2 separate regions of the Drosophila melanogaster genome follow, and region 2 is linked to region 1. Evidence: chromatin contacts called from public Hi-C data. All regions are on one chromosome and are shown on one strand. The core of a region is the stretch at or near the end of the contact, and the rest is flanking DNA. Distances in the headings are between cores, read along the strand shown. Region 1 holds the start of CG9837. Region 2 holds the start of drn (doctor no).

Region 1 (3,984 bases), core at 1,055-3,554:
CACGCATACGTACATACATACATATGGTTGTACAAAAATACAGGGGAGTGAGGAATGGGGACTGTGACCAGGGGGACGTAGGAGATGGGTGGCCAAGGGGTCGTCAGAGACCAACGCACAAAACTTGTAAATACGAACGCCTCCCATCTCGCTCCACCAGTATCTCCATCCCGCTCGGCACACAGCGCGTGTGGCGGCACAACGTGAACATTCGGATGTGTGTGTATCTTACAGATACCAATTGCGTAGATACAGATACATCTACGGGCCCAGTCCGAGACCAGTGCACGCAACTTTTTGTTTAGCCACATCTCGCTTTGGATACCCCGCAGTTAGGGTATATTGGACGAAAGCGTTATCTTATATATTTAGAACGCTTTGCTAATAAGCATAACAATTTATTTTACATTCAGAAATTTATAGGTTATAAACAATGTACATCGAAGTGATGTCTAAATGCCAATCAAGGGGTATGAACGATTCCATTTAGTCACGTTTCCCCATGATTTATACATATATCTGTTTTTTCTTTAGCTCTGGGCTTTTGTTTTTATGTTTGCAATCGCGAATTCAAACGGTCGTGTGGGGGGAGGGGCGAAGTATATACCCCTTCACCGACAACCTCGCTGAAATCCACTATCGCCGTCGCCATTTATAGATTGCAATTAGCTTAAGCAAAGCGCCATTAAAATAAAAGAGAAGCAACCAAAAGCAAAATAAAAACAAAATTGTTTACGCTTTTGATTTGCCTTAAGTTTGTGTGCAGACATACAGGCATCCAGGGCAACAAATATGGGTAGCACACATATGTAGATACATATCTAGTGGAGTTTGAAAACAACAATGCACGAGCACCTACCGGATACCCATAAATATTAAAGTTTCATCTAAATATTTTACATTTTTATTCCAGTATACATATATATACTGAGTATATATACTCATATACTACTATATATATACTCTGCGTGCTTTTCGTCACTACGTAAACACCGTCCTCAGTTATACATACATATGTTCATGTATATGTATTTCTCGGGGGTGGCCTGAAAATCGTTGAGAGCATTACACAAAAATTAAAGACTACGGGTCTCAGCATTAAATGAATTCGTCGAGGGAAAAACGCTTTCGATGCTCAAATATGGACAACCCGTACAGTTATTGTCTTGTATTCATTCGACTCGATCGGATATGGTACATATAAAGTACAAACATAATGGTAAGTACATATATACATGCATATGTATGAACGTATTTACTTCAGGGGTAGCGAAGCGGTAAACAACGACACCGAATTCAAAACCGAAGCCCATTGCCCACATAGTGTGTTGCCTGTGAATCCAGTTTTCTTTTGCGACATCGTTTATAAAGAAATCCCAAAGCGGCGAGGTAAAAAACAGAAACATCAAATGCAGAGTAACAATTGGGGTGATGATTCATTTCATCCGAAACTCAAATCGTTTTCGAGACTTATCAAAGCACGTTAAAATTGATCTAAATGGGTATACAAATTTCACACATATATTTTTGTTTAGAAAACTGCATTTAAAACGTGTAAAGTTGCAGCATATTTGTTTCTCTGTGTGGAGCGCGGTAGGTGCGAGATAAGGTGATTCGAAGCACGTTCACCACTCGCACGGCGTCTGTTTTTTCTTCGAGCAACCTCTAGAGAAATCCACCTAGATAATACTAGTTTGTACCGCCAGTGAGTCACATTCGCGTTTTGCCAACTTACCTGTGAACTAAACTGATCCAACAGCTCTCTCTCTCCACCGTCCTCCTTCTGGGATCGCCACTTTTCGGGGGTTCCATCGAAGTCGCGGACTTTTACCTCCTAAATCGAAATATCCAATAAGCCATCCATACCCATATTCACTTCAACTTTGTTCAATTTTGCAATCAGCCAAGCTCCATTTTTTAAACATCTGTTTCAACAAAGAACTCATAGGAAATCATTATCATATGTAAATGGGTTTTTAAACATCTAACCAAATGGAAATTCCCTTCCTATCGCTGTTGACACTCGAAACTCGAGAAGTTGCCTTGACTCAATTTTTTCGAATCGAAAAAGTTAACTCATAAATATTTTGGCTTTGTAAGCAATTTTCAGTTTGAAAAAGTTAAAAAGGAGCGTATTTAATGGATTATAAGCTTATTTCTGATCCAAGAACTAAAAACTTTAAGCTAGTAAAAATAGGATCTGGGCTGAAAAAATCCAATTTACTATATGGCATGTGGATTTTTCGGCCGGAGTAGTTGGACGTCATCTGGATCTCGTTCGGGGTTTCCATTGAAAATATTTGTATCTCTCTGTTCACGTTTTAGGGGATTTGGGGAAGTTGGATGGGTTAGGTGGGAATGGGAATGGGAATGGGATGTGGGGATTCATCGACTGGATGGGGTGTTTTTTGGGAGGGGATTTACACATTGATTGTTTGATCGTTAGGCAATTGTTTGTTTTGTTTGAGTTTTAACTTGACTTTGCTGCTAGCTGAGCTCTCTGGCTACGATCTTATCGGTCGTCTCATATCAATTTATGTATATAAACTTCTTAAACATGTATGTATCTATTTTGTGTAGTGGTGATGTGGTAAAACTTTTAAACATTTATCGTTATCATGCTGACTGCTGTGTAAGAATCTATAAAATGCTTACATGTTGTTGCGTATCTATATAAATTTCCTCAACGCACAATGACAATTCGCACTTATTGCATAGTTGTTAATGGATTCGCCGATCCGATTGCGGTTGCATCTACTCAGAACTAACATAGGAACAATCAGGATAGTTTTTCACATCGAAACGGAGTTGGAAATGGTTCTATTACATGTATGCCCTTCGGCTCTGTAAAGTTGCTTATCGTTTTATTTTACTTTGCATGCATTTATGTCGCAATATCTGGGTGTTTGTGAAATCGCAGCACAAATGCAGCTGCATTTATATATGTAATATGTATGTATGTATATTTATATGCATATGTACTATATGCGCATTTTCCTTTGTTTCGATCTCCTAGCAAAGCGCTTTTTAGTTTTCAATTTTATTGTGGTTCTTTCTGTCTTTCTGGTTGCTCGCTTAGATATCGTGCTCAAAAACAAAAACATGTGAGAACCTCGTAGTGGAATTTTTCGGAGCACATGTTGTTCGAATCGTCTGGAATGTGGAGGGGGTTATGATTCTCTACGGGGGGTACGGGGTATGGGGATCTTGCCGATTAGCTCTGGAATTAAAAGTGCCAACGAAAAACTGTACGTGATAACGCAAATAAAAACACAAATTTGTGGATTTTTTTTTGGTTAATCATACAAAGCCTTCATAAATTTCTTTACGAAAGCCATGTACAATTGTTTATTTCTTTTTTCTATTGTTTTGTTGTTGTTGTTTGGTTTGTGGGGTTTTCTTTCTTTTTTCTCAAATTTTAAAAGTTGACTTGGATTTAACACATTTCCAATATTGCTTTACAATTCTTCTCAGATTTTTATTCACAATCGTTTCTATAATTACAATATAGAATTGCGAGTTTGCTCTTCATATTCGCATTCATCTTATGGTCCATTTAAGGTAATTGTAAGGGTATTTAATTAATCGTTTTCTCTTCAGTTGTATTTGTTTTTAATTTGTATACATACCAGGTTTAAAAATATAGCAAAGTATCACAAAAAATTGCAAATTAAATTGTAAATTAGATCAATGGAGAAATTAAAAAAATACATAGTGCTTGGTTGCTTTCTTTTCATTGTTTTTAGAACGACGAATCATGTTTCGGCTTAAATAAAAGAGGTTAAAAATAATATTCGAACTTGGTCGAATCGTCGTCGTTACGCTTTAAATTTAAATTAAAAAATTGAATTTGAATTATAATTTCAGAGGCCTTCAATTCGCAGTCGCCTTGGTTGGGGACACAAACGCCTTGGACTCGCAGCATGGAGAGCTCCGCCGCGATCTTGTTTCGGGCTCCCAACATTGAAATGGAAATTATTTTGT
Region 2 (3,908 bases), core at 1,190-3,689, 530 kb after region 1:
AGCTTAAATTTGATTACATTTGGATTAGATGAACTTTAAATGATATATTTAGATAGTCAATATTTTAGAAAACGAATTAGTTAACGTTTTTGGAAGTGCCATTGGAGTACACAGTACTCTTGCTTAAAATATCCACCCATGGTCCTTTGTCTCTCATCTCTGAATGCCGTTGTTTCTGTTGTTGGTAGAACGCAATTTGTTGCATGCGCCGCTGCCTTATCCAGCAACAACCAAGCTACGCAGCAACAACAACCCCGTGTAAGCCAGGCCAACAATAACAAATCATCTCGGAAAGGGGGCGGGGATGGGGACGATGGAGGGTGGGCCGTTAGCAATGTTTCATTGTTTACTGCATTTTTCGATTTGGCTTGCTACGCATTAAAGTTCAGCAAATTGCGTTGTCTCCGAGTCCAGTGTTAGCCTTCCTTCTCTGTTCACGTGAATTGCTCATCATCATCATTTAATATATTTTTTACGCGAAATTTAGTTACGATCATGTTTATACGTTACCATATACGAAAGTTAGTATGCTCCAACTGAAAGTTATCTTATAGAAAATATAAATATTTTGGAGTACAGAAACTATACAATAAAATATGAAATCCTATCAGCTCCAATACTTTGTAACAATATTAATTTAAGATACCCTATCTCGCAAACGCAGTTAAGTAATTGCCCGATTCGCAATCACTCACACAGCTGTTGATCGCGAGGAACTGTAAGTGCACCTGTCTCTCTCACCAGCAGGTTGAATGCACCACAGCGAAATGGTATAAGCGAATGCGAGAAAGAGAGGTAGCTACAGGGGGCGATAGTGTGCCAAAAATACACCAAGCTTGTCTGCTCCCTCATTCTATGGTTGTCCTTTTAGCCCTCTTTCTCTGCTCCTTCTCCTTTTCGACTGCACAATGCACTTCTTTTTCTTCTTCCGCAACCTTGTGCGTGTGCCCACATGTTTACATAAAGTGCAACTGTGTGCACGAAAAACGTTTCACCCTCTATTTGTAGCTCCAATTGTATCAGCATAATTATAGACACTGTGACAAATAAGTAATATGTTTTACCAAAAATTGCTAAAATTAAAGGTAAATGAAGAGTTATGTAGATAGTTGCTTCTTTTTATTAAGCAATAAAAAGGGAATTATTATGTACGTTTATATACTGCAAGTCTCGCTAAATTCTGCTACAATGTACATACATACATACAAATCTATACAAATCTATTACCCAAATCAGAGCATTTAAATAGATAAGCGCAGAGAATTTCGTATGGATTGGAGGTCTAAACGAATTTCTGTATTGCTCGTGGAGGGCAGACAGTGAACATTTGTAAGGCGCACCTTGTTATCAATCACCTTTTTTACGCATTGTTTGAGGCCCCTTTGTATCTCCGCCTCGTCTTGGTTTCTCTTACAACTGCGTCGTTTTAACTTCATGGGGCAAGCTACGGGGTATACGTATAAATACATACACATGTATGTATGTGTATGTACATACTCTATAAGGTTTGTGGCTAATACGTGATGGTAAACAAACTGCAATGCAATGGCCAAATGCGTTTCGGATTCACCACGACTGTTAGACACCCCCAACTCTGTTATCTCCGCCTGCAGGGCAATATTTTCGTTTTCCACCTCACGCGCGGTTGTTATTGCTGAAAACAGGAAATAATTTTCGTTTTCTATAGAAAACACTGCTGGCAGCCGTCGCTGTTGCGTGTCTGATATTTTATTTTTAACGCTCAGCGACTTTATACTACGTAGTATTTAGTATCGCTCGCTTTTAAGTTTGCCTTTGTACGTCTCGCATAATTTTGGAGCTTTTCTGCTTGCAACCTTGCCTTTAAGTTTACAAAGTTCGTTAGCACTAGCGTATTTTTACTGTCTGTTCATTTAAATTGTTATTATTTTTGGTTGGTTTTTTTTCTTTATTGCTTTTTATTTTGGCTTGTTTGTCATCACAACAAGGCTAGTGCAGAACCAATTTCGTAGGCAGGTGCGACCTTTGATAGCTGAAATATTTGTCGAGAAACTTTACAAACTGGTATCTATCTACGGATCGTAAGTGATATTTTATATTATTTATATGAACACGATCTCATTGGAGCCTATGACCTCTAATTAAGCGAATTCTTAGCCCCACTCTGACTTTTTAATTTGCTTTTGATTTTACATTTGCTTTGCGAGTGATCGCAACAAAATAACATTTCGATGTGAAAGCGTGGTCGGATTGACGATACCCTCTAATATATATTTAATAAATGTATGCATGAATTTATTGAAAATAATATTTCCTAAATTGTATTTAACATTCTAAGTATTATTTATTAGATATATACAAAATAGACAAAAAGAATGTAATGAGCAAAAACTGGGCAATCATATTTTCAGTGCTGTATAATTTTTATTAGCACTGCATTTCAGAGCTAATCAACACTAAGCTTTTGTGCTTCATTCCATTCTCAGTAAGGACAAAACACGAAATTAGACTACAAATGTTCTGAAACATCAGTAATGAAATTGGACAAAGTGCACCTCAAAACGGACATTCTCTTGGTAAGGGTGATTTGGAAAACCAAATTTCAGGCCTGTTAAACTGCGGCAAATACTCACCACGGCCAGCCAACAGCCATTTCACAATATGGCACTGTTATCAAAAAGATTACTATTGGGGAAGACAAAGCAATCGCCATACGCTAGGCGATTTCTACATTAATACTTTTGTTTCCCGTTCGGTGAACGCATAGAAATTGATATTAAAATTATTTTTTTTAAAAAGTGCGCAGTTTGCATTGATGACGCAGCAGCGCAGTTTCGCTCTCTGCGGCTGTTAACACGCTGTAGCTCTCTTTGGGCTGGCGAACAATATGGCGTCGTCGAAATTATGTCGTCGCCCAATTTAAAGTCATACGAAAAACCATAAAGATTATTAAAAGCGCGTTTGAAGGTTTCTTGAAACGCCCAGTAAGCGGAAATAGTTTTGGTTTGTTGGCAGGGACTCGATATAAATTTGACTCTCTATCGTTGCATTGGTCTTTTGTCTCTTGTCTCCCTCTGTTCCCCTTCCACAATCTTATTGTGTGTGCACTTTGCACTGTTGGGCTAACATAGCGTGGTGTTTTTCGTTGGAAATACGCATTTTCGACCATCTTTGCTCGGTTCACATTTAATTTATTTCCTACATGGCTTCTCTCCGTTGACTGGCGATTTCTTTTTAGCCTGTCATCCTTCATTCCCCTTTCCTAACCACTTTCTCACCACACCAGCAATCAACGCTCTTTTTGCGTTAACAGCGCTCGTTTGGGCTAGAGATGAGACCATGAGTTTATGTTACGTCGTGTCACGATAAGAATTTTATTTTACATACATTTCGGTCCAATTTGCGTTTGATTTTATTGTCAAGAGGAGAAAATACAAATTGAAAATAATTTTAAACAAACATTGTATTCGATTTTATATAAATAAGTGTTTCTTTTATAGCTAATGTATTGAAAATAATAATCATTTCGATCATTTCAATCCTACATACTCCTGGTATTGTTAACTGCTTTCAACCGGAGAAGTTGAGTGACAGACTCACGCTCTCATCACCAAATTGCCACCAACAGAGCTCTGTTAGCTCGCCAGTCGCAGTCATCAAGCGTTGCGAGGTCCGCTCATTTCTGTTAGAGTGCTTGGAGACTTCACTTCGCGTTTGGAGGATCAGATCCACGTTGGTTTTTGGCTTCAATTACCCACAACTGTCATCGTCAGCCCAGTCAGCGCCTTGCTAACTAAACTAGATAATAAAGTAATCACTTTTCCGCGCTCCCCTCCCTCTCTCTCGGTCGTGTTAGTGCGCTCCGCGATTAATAAGAAACGAGTTAAAAAGGAAAGCAAAAGGAAAACTGGCAGCGTTTTCCTCTTGCA

Evidence for each region. A called contact is a pair of places that touch in the nucleus more often than the background predicts.
Region 2: a contact with region 1 is called in a Hi-C map of the Kc167 cell line, with 2.7 times the contacts expected there. The contact joins the promoter of drn here to the promoter of CG9837 in region 1. A contact is called at or near these places in 10 of 107 Hi-C or Micro-C datasets (the Kc167 cell line, the S2 cell line, embryo and 3 more).

What each region holds. Positions count from the first base shown.
Region 1 is chr3R:8,811,275-8,815,258 of dm6, forward strand. It overlaps CG9837, which reads right to left and starts at 2,305. Exons shown (of 2, transcript NM_001170086.3): 1 at 1,736-2,305. It overlaps aqz (aaquetzalli), which reads right to left. Exons shown (of 2, transcript NM_001275461.2): 2 at 2,216-3,984.
Region 2 is chr3R:9,338,215-9,342,122 of dm6, forward strand. It overlaps drn (doctor no), which reads left to right and starts at 2,440. Exons shown (of 5, transcript NM_001275480.2): 1 at 2,440-2,555. It overlaps lncRNA:CR43301 (long non-coding RNA:CR43301), which reads right to left and starts at 1,778. Exons shown (of 1, transcript NR_048352.1): 1 at 9-1,778.